Regions from separate parts of the Sus scrofa genome. Here region 1 is linked to region 2. Evidence: chromatin contacts called from public Hi-C data. All regions are on one chromosome and are shown on one strand. The core of a region is the stretch at or near the end of the contact, and the rest is flanking DNA. Distances in the headings are between cores, read along the strand shown. Region 1 holds the start of BLVRB (flavin reductase (NADPH)). Region 2 holds the start of PRX (periaxin).

What was found. A called contact is a pair of places that touch in the nucleus more often than the background predicts.
Region 1: a Hi-C map of liver shows a contact between it and region 2, with 2.6 times the contacts expected there. The contact joins the promoter of BLVRB here to the promoter of PRX in region 2. A contact is called at or near these places in 8 of 47 Hi-C or Micro-C datasets (embryonic fibroblasts, epiblast stem cells, heart right ventricle and 2 more) and 2 of 2 datasets of contacts at active chromatin or transcription factors (alveolar macrophages and skeletal muscle).

The regions. Positions count from the first base shown.
Region 1 is chr6:48,726,834-48,732,710 of Sscrofa11.1, reverse strand. BLVRB (flavin reductase (NADPH)) reads left to right here and starts at 4,278. Exons shown (of 5, transcript XM_003355917.4): 1 at 4,278-4,457. The coding sequence starts at 4,379. SPTBN4 (spectrin beta chain, non-erythrocytic 4) reads right to left here and starts at 2,872. Exons shown (of 36, transcript XM_021094394.1): 1 at 2,755-2,872; 2 at 1-95. The coding sequence starts at 80.
Region 2 is chr6:48,690,175-48,696,050 of Sscrofa11.1, reverse strand. It overlaps PRX (periaxin), which reads left to right and starts at 4,291. Exons shown (of 9, transcript XM_003355926.5): 1 at 4,291-4,317.

The DNA of each region.
Region 1 (5,877 bases), core at 3,029-5,528, 37 kb before region 2:
TCCCAGCGGGCTGTAGGGTTGTTATTGTTCGGGGCTGGTAGCCCCTCCATGTTATCCACTTCCCCTGGTACCTGCGCCATCGGGGAAGATGAGGCCTGGAGATGGAGAGAGGCAGGTTAGGGCTAGAAACAGGGCCTGAGTTCACAGATTCCACTTCTAACAGTGACTGGCTGTGAGTCCTGTCCCTTCTCTCACCTTCAGTTTCTGTCTTCAGAAGGACCTGATAATAATGACAATAATAATAGGCTGAGGTTAAGCACCCAGCTTATCACCTGGCACGGGATAGGGGCTGGAAAACTGTCACTGTTATTATTATTTCTGTTTTGTTTTTGTTTTTCAGGGCCACACCCATGGCATATGGAGGTTCTCAGGCTAGGGGTCTAATTGGAGCTGTAGCCACCGGCCTACCCCAGAGCCGCAGCAACGCAGGATCTGAGCCGCGTCTGTGACCTATGCCACAGCTCACAGCAACGCCGGATCCTTAAACCACTGAGTGAGGCCAGGGATCGAACCTGCGTCCTCATGGATACTAGTTGGGTTCCTAACCCGCTGAGCCACAATGGGAACTCCTGTCACTGTTATTACTGTTAGAATGATAACCTTGTTATCAACAGAACTCTATAATGCAGTAAGAACAATAATTAACATTTATTGAGCACTTGCACTGTGCTCAGTACTTATATGCACAATCTTTTTTTTAAATGATTTTTATTTTTTCCATTATAGCTGGTTTACAGTGTTCTGTCAATTTTCTATTGTACTGCAGGGTGACCCAGTTACACATACATATACACATTCTTTTTCTGACATTATCCTCCATCATGCTCCATCATAAGTGACTAGACAGAGTTCCCAGGGCTGTATGGCAGGATCTCATTTCACTCCAAATGCAATAGTTTGCATCTATTAACCCCAGATTTCCAGTCCATCCCACTCCCTCCCCCTCCCCCATGGCAACTACAAGTATATGCACAATCTTATTTAATTACCTAAAGAAAAGTATTCTTAAGCCTATTTTACAGAGGAGGAAACTGAGGCACAGAGAGGTTAATTCACTTGCCCAAAGTCACACAGCTAGCGAGTAGCCAGGATTCAAATGTAGGCACTGTGATCAAATAACTTCATTAGCAGCCTCAATTCTTCATCCTTTTGGCCACACCCTTTGCCATGTAACTCTTCGGTGTTCTGCTATGGAGAGGAGAGGAGCAGAAGAGGGAGAATAGGGGGACATGCCCTATCCCCTGACTCTGGGTTTGGCCAGAGACCGGCTTTGGCCAACAGAATTAGATGGAAATGCTGGTGAGCTCTGAGCCCAGGACTCAGGAAACCTTGCATGTTTTTGCTTGTGCTTGACCTGTGGCCATGAGAACAACACTGCTCAGCTAGTCCATGTCCGAGGCCCTCATCACAGCCAAGACCAGCCAAGACAACCAACATCCCCCTTCCCATCCCAACTTGTGCATCAGCTCAGATGAGCCCAGCCCAAGTCACTGACTTCAGACTTGAGGCGAAATATATGCTTAGTGTTTTAAGACACTGAGTTTGGGGGTGGTTTCTCATGCAGCATTATTGTGGCAATAACTACCTGACACACTGAACACTGTCTGATTCCAGAGCCATGTTCTAGAACACTGCCAGATTGTAAATATGAAATTTAAGGGGGTGGGAGACATTAGATTCATCTCCTCCACCCTCTGGGACCCCAGGCCTGATTCTAAGACTAAGAAAGAGGGGAATTTGGAGGAGGTGAATGTCCCCCTTCTCAAAATATCCAGACAGTTGCCACCCCACCAGATTTTTAGGGAGGCAAGGTCTAGGTCTTGGTCAGTGTAGTGGAGATTGTCCCTTTCGGTGGACTCTCCGGAATCCAAAATTATTCTTCCCTTCTTCCCTGGAAAGCTGGAAGTGGGCACATGGTTACTCACCACCTGTGTGACCTTGGCCAAGGCACTTCCCCTCTCTGGGCCTCAGTTTGTTCATCTGTAAAATGGTAATAATAGTGCCCATTTCCTAGGGGCGTTTGAAGATGAGAGCATTACTAATGCAGGGAACATGGTATCTAGTACACAGCAAGCCCCCGATTCAGGGGCCTTGCTATTATTATCCATCCTCTAGTCACATATCTTAGCAATTAAAGTGTCTGTGCTGGAGTCAGACAGAAATGAGTTCAAGCCCTGCTTTATTCTTTCTGTATCTTTAAGCCCCATCATTTTTGACTTGGCTTCTCTGTGCCTCAGTTTCCCTCCCTGTCAAATGGTGAGCACAGCTGTTTCCTCCATGGAGGGTACTTGGGAGATGGAGAGACACTTAGCACTTTGGGAGCTCTCAGGCCCGCGAGGAACAGCCTTGGCCATTACGTGATTCAACAGAGAAGGAAGGGAGAAGGCGGTGGGGGAGGTGGACGGGGGTGTCCAGCAGCCCCAGGAAAGCCTGGCCCGGTGCGAAGCTGGGGATGGGACCTGGAAGCGGATGCTTTAACCCTTCCAAGGCCGCGCCTCTCTCTCCCTGCAGTCCAGTCACCGTCCTCAAGGAGGGGGCCTGGGAAGGACAAGGCTTGGGTGGAAGACCCACGCACGGCGCGGAGGCTGGACGGGGTTGAGGGCTGGGGGCTCCCTCTGCCATTGACCCTCCACCTCCCCCAGCCGTGGAGACCCTGAGGGGTCAGGCCAAGCCCAGCGTGCGCGGGGAAGGGATGCTCGGGCAGGTGGGGAGATGCCGGAGGGAGGGACTATCCGCCCCCACGCCACCGCTCACCTGGGCCCGCGGCGGCCGGTGCCGCTGTCCCCGCTGCTGGCAGTGCCCGACTGCCCTCCCTGTTGGTGTCCGCGGCCCGGCCCGGCCCGGCCCGGCCCGGCTCTGCTCGGCCCCACCAGCCCCGCCGCTCGGCCAGATCCGCATGCGCCGCCGCCGCCGCCGGCGCGCCTCCTCCGGCTCGCGCGGCCGTCGCGCTCGGCGCGCCCCCGGACCCCCTCCCGCCCGCGGTCTCCCGCCAACCCCGGCCGCCCGCGGCGCTGGCCCACGCGCGGTCACACACCCGGCCACAGCGTGCGCTGCACAGCTGCAGGGGCCGGTGGTAGCGTCACACACACACATTCCCACGGGGTCGCACACTCCCACACGGCCACACACATACGGGGTCACATACAGCGTCACAAATACTATTCATATCCACACGCTCACGCTGTTACCCCCTTACATGGGGTCACGCAGGGTCAAATATTCAAACTGTCTCACGCAGTCACAAGCTCACACGAAGTCGCGCCCTGGAACAGTGCCCGACAGCGTCACACACTGTAGAACACTCGAATAGTGCCACCACCATTCACTTGGAGTCATATACAAACACACATATGTCACACACTAACATGGGGTCACAAAGAGTGTCATACACATCACACACAGCTTCACCATCACACAGTGTCACACACTTTTTCACACTCAAACTTGTCACATCAGTTGCACACTCACATGAAGGTCACACATCCTGCACCGTCACACTCATACATCACATAGAGTTCACAAATAGAAACACAACAGTAACACCCACAGCCACACTCAAATGGTGTCAGTGTCACACACCTCACATGACACATGCAGTGTCACACACTGTCACACTCTGAGTCACATACTCGCATGTAACACATCGCACACGTGTTCCACACTCACACAATATACCCCAGAGTCATGGATGCACACAGCATCACAGACTGACACACTGTCACTTAGTGACACTACAAGGTCACACAATAACTTGCCACACGTAGCGTCACACAGTCTCACACTGTAATAAGGTGTTGTACACAGCAGATGGCACATGGTGTCACCCACAATTATGGTCTCCCTTGGGGTTGTTTACAGAGACACTCAGGGTCACATGGGCTCACAGACACGCAGTTACACAGTGTCACACCCACACCGTCCTCCCTCCCTTTCTTCCCTTGCAACCTCGAGGAGGCCCTGGGGCTTAGTGTGAATCTCCGATCTGCCTTGTGGCCCAGAGAGAAGGGGCGTGAGTGAGGAGAGAGCGGTGGGCGTGGCCCGAGCTCGCCCCGCCTCCCCCTGGGAGGCTGGAGCGCGGAGGCGGAGCCCCGGGGCCACTTGAATCGATGGCCGGATACAGCCACGCCTCCCAGTCTAAGTGGCGGGCCCAGAGGGCGGTGCTGGCCCGCCCCGCCCACCCTATTCTTAGCTGGAGGCGTGGCCTTTTGGACTCGCTCCTCAGCCTAAGCCTGAGGCTGGAGGTGGGCTGAGGCGTGGCCCTCGGGGCGGCCCCGCCCCGTTCCTCCCGCTAGGGAAGGACGCAGAGGGCGGCCCAGCAGCCAGTCGGTTCCCGCGCGTCCTGTGACTCCGCGGCCTCGCAACCCTACGTCCCTGCAGCATGTCTGTCAAGAAGATTGCGATCTTCGGCGCCACTGGCAGAACCGGGCTCACCACCCTGGCGCAGGCGGTGCAAGCAGGCATGAGCTGGGGCGGGCATGGGATGTCACCGGGTGCAGGGCCAGAACTTTAGGAAGGGACATCATGGGACCCGGTGTGCCTTGGTGTGTGAGGACTCAGGGGCAAAGCAAGTGGCCACGGGGGCAGAGGTTGGGGACAGTATGAGGTCCAATTTTATGTGAGTCCAAGGGAAAGGAATTGGCCCTGGGAGGCTAGGGGACTGTGGTGACAAGTTTAAATCCAATGCTCTTATGAAATGCTGTTATGGTGGTGGTGGTGGTGATGGTGGTGGTGGTGGTGGTGGTGGTGGTGGTGGTGGGCGGTAGTGGTTTGCACACCCAGCAAGGGCTTAACTAAGCCAGGCATGGGACTCCCAGCTCTGCCTTCTCTTCATTTGTATTAAATAGTCCCAGCTCTCAGGTGAGATGGGAACTAGTATCACCTCACTTGACAGATGAGAAAACTGAGGCCCAGAGAGTGACTTGTCCACTGTCACCCAGCCAGAAAGTGGCAGTGTTGTTATTTGTACCCAGCACATGCTCTCAGCTGCTAAAAGTTCTTGGTTTGGACACCAAGGCTTAAAGTTCAAGAGGCTGGGGAGTGTGTTGCCGTGAGCACCTGATGGAAGGTAGGTCACTGAAGACTTGGGGACACTGGTCCTAGGAAAGCCAACGAGGGCTGAAAATATGGAGTTGCTCCAGGAAAGGGGATAAGCCATCCCCTGCCCCCACCTTGCAGAGTTCACCAACCCCCAGTGGAGGCTGGCTCTTCCAGATAAACGGTCCCACCCTTGCTGGTCTTGGTGATGCTGAAGATATTGACTATCTGGGTGCCCCCAAAGGGTGGAGGCTGCCAGGATCCTACTCTCAGCTGTCTCCTAGCCCAGCTCTCCCTTGCAGGGACTCTGCCTGAAAGTTCCCCATTAGGCCTGCAGCTCTCCCCCTTCCCCAGGAAGACCTAGGGAGGATCTTGACTTGTGGGGAGAGGGGAAACAAATTTGCTGATACACGTTTCTAGAGGAGGAAGTAGAGGACGAAGTTGAAAGGTGCTGAGTCACCCTGATGATCCAGATTTCCACGTGACTACCTCTCCCTTAAACCAGGATTCTGTGGAATTTCATTTATCCACACTGCTGGTCACAGCCGGAACTACACCTGCCTTCTCAGTGACTCTGCCAGGTCCCTTCAGAGCTACGGGCGAGCCAGAACCTCGCTGTCCCCATCCAAAACAGGAGGGGCTTAAATGAGCTGAGCTTTTATTTAGCTCATTGATTCTGTAGGGCTGAGTTCTGACTAGCACAGACTCTGGTGCCCATCTGTCCACTTTCAAACCCCAGCTCTACTGCGTACCACCGGTGTGGTCGGATGCCTTGTCATCTGTGTACCTAGATATCTGCAAAGAGGGGATGGAACTAGTGGAACTTGACCTTGGGCTCTTGTG
Region 2 (5,876 bases), core at 3,042-5,541:
GAGATAGAGAGGAGAATTTCCGCCGTGGCTCCATGGTTAACGAACCCAACTAGTATCCATGAGGACGTGGGTTCGATCCCTGGCCTTACTCAGTGGGCTAAGGATCCCTGTTGCTGTGAGCTGTGGTTTAGGTTGCAGATGTGGCTCGGATCGTGGCGTAGGCCAGCGGCTGCAGTTCCCATTCAACTTCTAGCCTGGGAACCTCCATATGTCAAGGATGCGGCCCTGAAAAGCAAAAAAAAAAAAGAGAGAGAGAATGTGAAATGGAGTGAGGAACACCGAACAGATGAAATTGAGTCCACAGAGATTTGTTCAAACAGTAAGAGCAATTCCAAGTTTTCAAGGCATAGTCAGAGAAAAAATGGAGATTGATATTTGTTTTCAAAGAAAATATTAAAAAAAAAAGAGCTAGGGTGCAAGGGTTAAGGGGTGAAGGACCCTACAATCTTTTCAAGAATCTGGAGGTTCTGGGTTTGATTGGAAAGAAGGAGGAAAGCGGTGAGTGATGGAGCTGGCGGGGCTGGCAAGGACCAGGGCACACAAGGCCCTGGATGGGGGACTTTCTTTTGTCTTTTTAGGGCCTCATCTGAGGCATATGGAAGTTCCCAGGCTAGGGGTCACATTGGAGCTGCAGCTGCTGGCCTAGGCCACAGCAACACAGGATCCTTAACCCACTGAGCAAGGCCAAGGATCGAACACATATTCTCATGGATACTAGTTGGGTTTGTTACCGCTGAGCCACAGTGGGAACTCCTGGATGGGGGACTTTGCAGGCATGGAGGTAAAGGTCTAGACGTCAGTGGATCTCTTTGGCTGCCGTATGGCTGTGGTGGTGGGAGGGTGAGACTGGAGGACCCAAGTCCAGCGGGGAGGCGCTGGGAGACGCCGGGAGAGATGCCAGAGTGGACAGGCTGTGGGGGTGATGAGCTGTGATGGAGGAGGGGCCTAGGTGAGGCCCAGGGCTCTAGCTGGGGGACCTGGGGACAGTGGGGCCACTCTGGGATGGTGGCTGGGAGGAAGAGCAGCTCTGGGGTTGACACTGAGGCCAGAGAAGGGCACAGCGGGTGCGAGGGATGGGGGACAGCCAGGGGAAAGCACCCAGGCACCAGGCCCCCAGGGCTGGAGCTGAGTAGGGCGGGCAGGGGACCGGAGCCCACAGAAAGGACGGGGCGGAGGGAGATATCAATCTCCCTGGGCTGCACTTGGTGGGACGGGGCTCCTGCTGGGCTCAGACTGGGTTGGGAGAGGGTGGTCCCTGAGGACAGCCTTCCCCCTCCTTCCCAGCCCTGCAGGATGTCCTGTGTTTATTGAGGTGGCCTTGGCCGGAACCCAGACCCGGGTGCCACCCCCTAAACTCCACTTCCCATGGCCACACCCCCCTCGGGTGAGGAAAAGCAAGAGAAAGAGGAAGAGATGAGAAACAGAGATGCAGAGAAGGAGAGGTAAAGAATGAGAACAGAGACAAAGGGAGAGAGAGAGACACAGAGGGAAACACAGACACAGCGAGAGACGTTGTCCTCCGCAAAACTCACAGCAACACAGCAAACTAGCAAAGGAGGCTTCCTTTGCCTGCTAAAGGGCAACTACAAAAAAAAAAAAAAGTACAGCTAGGAGTTCCCTGGTGGCTCAGAGGGTTAAGGACCTGGTGTTGCCACTGCTCTGACTCAGGGTCACTGCTGTGGTGTGAGTTTGATCCCTGGCCCCAGAACGTCTGCCTGCTGTGGGCACAAAAAATGTACAGCAAACATCTTCCTTTGTGACAAAAACTGAATGCTGGTCCCCTAAGACTGGGAACAAGCAAGGATACCTGCCCTCTCAGACACGGAGAGAGACAGGATAGCCTGTTCCTTCCTCCTTGTCTGTCTGACTCTGAACTGTGAGGGGTGAATTTTCTTCCCAGCTCCAGTCTGGCCTGTAGTCAGACTCTTCCCACCCTCAGTTATTACAACTTAGCTCTGACTTTGTCCCTCCTGTGGGTACCCAGGGCCCTCAGGACAAAGCCTCAGTACCTCCTCAAGGCCCGGCTGCGGCCCTCCCCTCAGCTTCCCCTCACTCTCACATTCACCAGTTTCTCAAAGGGACCCTTTGCACGGGCTGCTCCCTCTGTATGAAACCCATGCTTATTTATCAACCACCCGTGGCTTTACATGAACTCCTATATATCATTGTTTTTCTTTCTTTCTTTTTTTTTTCTTTTTTTTGTCTTTTTAGGGCTGAACCCATGGCATAGGGAAGTTCCCAGGCTAGGGGTCGAATCAGAGCTGCAGCTGCTGGCCTACACCACAGTCACAGCAACCCGGGATCTGAGCCGCATCTGCAAACTACACCACAGCTCACGGCAACGCCGGATCCTTAACCCACTGAGTGAGGCCAGGGATCAAACCTGCATCCTTATGGATACTAGTTAGGTTCTTAACCTACTGAGCCACAACGGGAACTCCATCTTATATATCCTTCGGGTGCCTGCTCAAACGTCATCTCTTCCAAGAAGCCCTCCTTGCCCTTTCTGACAGTATCAGAGTGCCAGGCCCCTCTTACAGACCTGGATCCATTTCTCAGAGCACTCGGCTGAGTGTGTAATTACACACTCGCTTCACTGGTCATTTCTTTAATGTATGCCCCCTTGTGGACTATGAGTCCCGTGGAGGGCACAGTCACAGTCTGCTGTGTCCCCAGCACCTCCCAGCCCAGGGATGGATACAGAGGAGGTGTCTGCGAATAGCTGGTGAATAAATGTACAAATGAGAAGGAGATACAGGAATTTCTGTCGTGGTGCAGCGGAAACAAACCTGACTAGGAACCATGAGGTTGCAGGTTCAAACCCTGGCCTCGCTCAGTGGGTTGAGGATTTGGCGTTGCCCTGAGCTGTGGCATAGGTCACAGCTGCAGCTTAGATCTGGCGTTGCTTTGGCTGTGGTGTAGGCAGGTGGCTACAGCTCCAATTCAACCTCTAGCCTGGGACCCTCCATATGCTGCAGGTGTGGCCCTAAAAAGAGAGAAAGACCAAAAAAAAAAAAAAAAAAAAAAAAAAAAAGAAAGGAGACACAAAGGAAAGGGCGCTTGCAGTTGTGGGGTCATAGCTATGACAGCTCTCAGCTCCAGGAAATTTCCTATGTGCCAAGCCCTGTCTGGATTCAGATCCTTTGCATGGGCTGTTCCCTCTGCCCATAAAGCTGTTCCACTCCCTCTTCTCTTACCTAGCTCCTATGGGTAGTTCAAGTCTCAGCTCATAGGTTCCCTCCTCCGGGAAGCCTTCCCTGACCTCCTTCCTAGAGTGAAGCAGGTAGCTTTCCTGGGCTTCCCCAGCCAGGTCCCGACCTCTCAGCCTGTGATTCCTGCACCACAACCCTGGCCGCTCTGGGTCTGCCTCCCTGTTGGACTGTGAACCCTGAAAGCGGGCCTGGGCTATCTTGGTCACATAGTGTCCTAGCACCATCCACCGTGGGGCTGGGCACAAGACCAGGTGCTCACTGACTGTTTGCTGACACTGGATAAATGGGCTGCTCCCTCTCACCCCTCTGGTGCTTGGCTCCTGTTCCTCCCTCCACGCGGAAGCCCCTTTGACCTGGCTCCCTCCTCCTCCAGTTTGATGCCAGATGTCACCTTCTCCAGGAATCCTGTCCTGAGCCTGCTCCCCACTCCTCGTGAATTTAGGTTTGTCAGTGTCCCCAGGGCCCAGCAAAGGGCCTGCCACCAAGGCCTTGTGAATGTTTGTTGAGTGAATAAGTGAACAGAGGCATGTTTGGATGACTCAATCAGTGAGACAGAGCGAGTCCGCGATGGGGGAAGGGTCTCCTCAGGCCCATCACAGTCCTGACCACACTGTCCCTTTTACCCTCCCGGGGAGGAGGGTTCTGGCTGGGTTCTGGCCACACCCCAACCCTTGGTGGCTGCCAAGCCTGGAAGGCATTTCGCAGAGCTCAGCACATTCCTGCCTTCCTCGGTGGCTGAGAGTGGGCCGGGGGCATTTCAGAGAGAAGTGAGGAGGCCCCTAGCATTCTGGGATCCTGCCAGCCCCTTCCTGGTCCCCTGTGGCCTCGGAGTAGGCCCCAACTGCTCAGTGGTGGGGGGAGGGGGGCTGGTTCGCAGAGTGGCCAGCTGAGCTGATGTGAGGGGCGAGGTGAGGGCATGGTGGCCGCGCCTGGCTGGACAATGGGACAGAAGCTGCTGACATGCATTTTGGGGGTAATCCCAGCCTCATCCCAGCCCCGGCCCCGGGCCCAGGCTCAAACAGCCAGGAGCGTCCGAGGCAGCGCCGGGTGGGTGTGAGGGGCATGTGGGAGTACCTCTGCTCCCTCTGCCGCCCCCCGGGGTCTGGTGAGTCAGGGCAGGCTGGGGGCCGGGGACCAGGGGATCAGGGTGAGGCCCAGGGGCCTCGGTGTGGGAGTTGGGCAGGTCTGGGTTGAAATCCTAGTGTTACCAATTACCTGCTGTTGGTGACCTTGGGGGGGCATTACCCTCTCTCAGCCTCCTTGTCTGTCATATGAAGGGGACAGAAGAGTGTCGCAGCGTCTCTGGGATCTAGAAGAACTGGGGTTCGACCCCAGCTCTACCACCTCCTGATTGTGTAGCTAAAAACTAGGCATCTGAGTTCCTGTTGTAGCTCAGCAGGGTAAGAGTCTAACTAGTATCCATGAAGATGCAGGTTCGATCCCTGGCCCCAGTCAGTGGGCTCAGTGGGTTAAGGATCCGGCTATGCCGTGGCTGTGGTGTAGGCTGGCAGCTGCAGCTCCAATTCGACCCCTCACCTGGGAACTTCAATATGCTGCAGGTGTGGCCTAAAAAAAAACCAAAAAAACAAGACTAGTCATCATCTGTCCACCCACCTCCTTGATTCCAAGAGCTGAGCTTTGGGTGTCCAGCAGAGTATTTAGTACATGATAGGTGTCCCCCAAAACGGCAAGTCCATTAAACAGAGAAGCAGGACTCCCCCATGCCCTCTTCATTTAGGCTAAAAGCCCTGGGACAGGTCTAGCTGGTCCCCTAATTTGTGTGAATCCCAAAATATGTGTAAGTAGCATCCTCTCTGTGCCAGGCATTTTTCAAAGTTTTTAGTCTCTTTTAACTCATTTTATCTTCACCAAACCCATAAGGTGGGCACTTTTACTAAGCTCGTTTTTTTCATTCAATTATGTATGGGTTTATTTATTTATTTATTTGTCCTTTAGGGCCAAACCTATGGCATATGGAGGTTCCCAGGCTAGGGGTCTAATCAGAGCTGTAGCTGCCACCTATGCCACAGCCTCAGCAACACTAGATCCGAGCCGCATCTGCGACCTACACCACAGCTCACGGCAATGCTGGGTCCTTAACCCACTGAGTGATGCCAGGGATCGAACCCAAAACCTTATGGTTCCTAGTCAGATTTGTTTCTGCTGCGCCACGACGGGAACTCATTTATTTATTTTAATGTTTTCCCCCACACCTTCGGCACGTGGAAATTCTCCGGCCAGGGTTTGCACCTGCACTGCAGCAGTAACCTGAGCCACAGCAGTGACAACGCTGGGTCCTTAACTGCTAGGCCACCATGAAATGCCCCCATCCTTGTTTTAGAGATGAAAAACTGAAGCCCAGAAGTATGCTTTAACTTGCTGAAGATCTCACAGCCAGGATATGGAAGTTTATTTTAGGGGCCCCAGGAACCAGTGGGGGCCTTGCTTGGGTCTGGAAGCCAGGGAATAGTGCTGGTGGGGTGCTGAGTCTCCAAGCGGCACCAGCAACGTGCAAACCCTGGGAGCGGGGCTCATAGCAGAGGGTTCAGCTCAGGCGATGGAGCGGCGGCCGGACTGCCCGACTGACCGCCTGACCGACAGACCAGACCGACCAGGCTTCTCTTCTGTGGATCCCACCCCCTTGCGGGTGGATGTAGCTGGGAA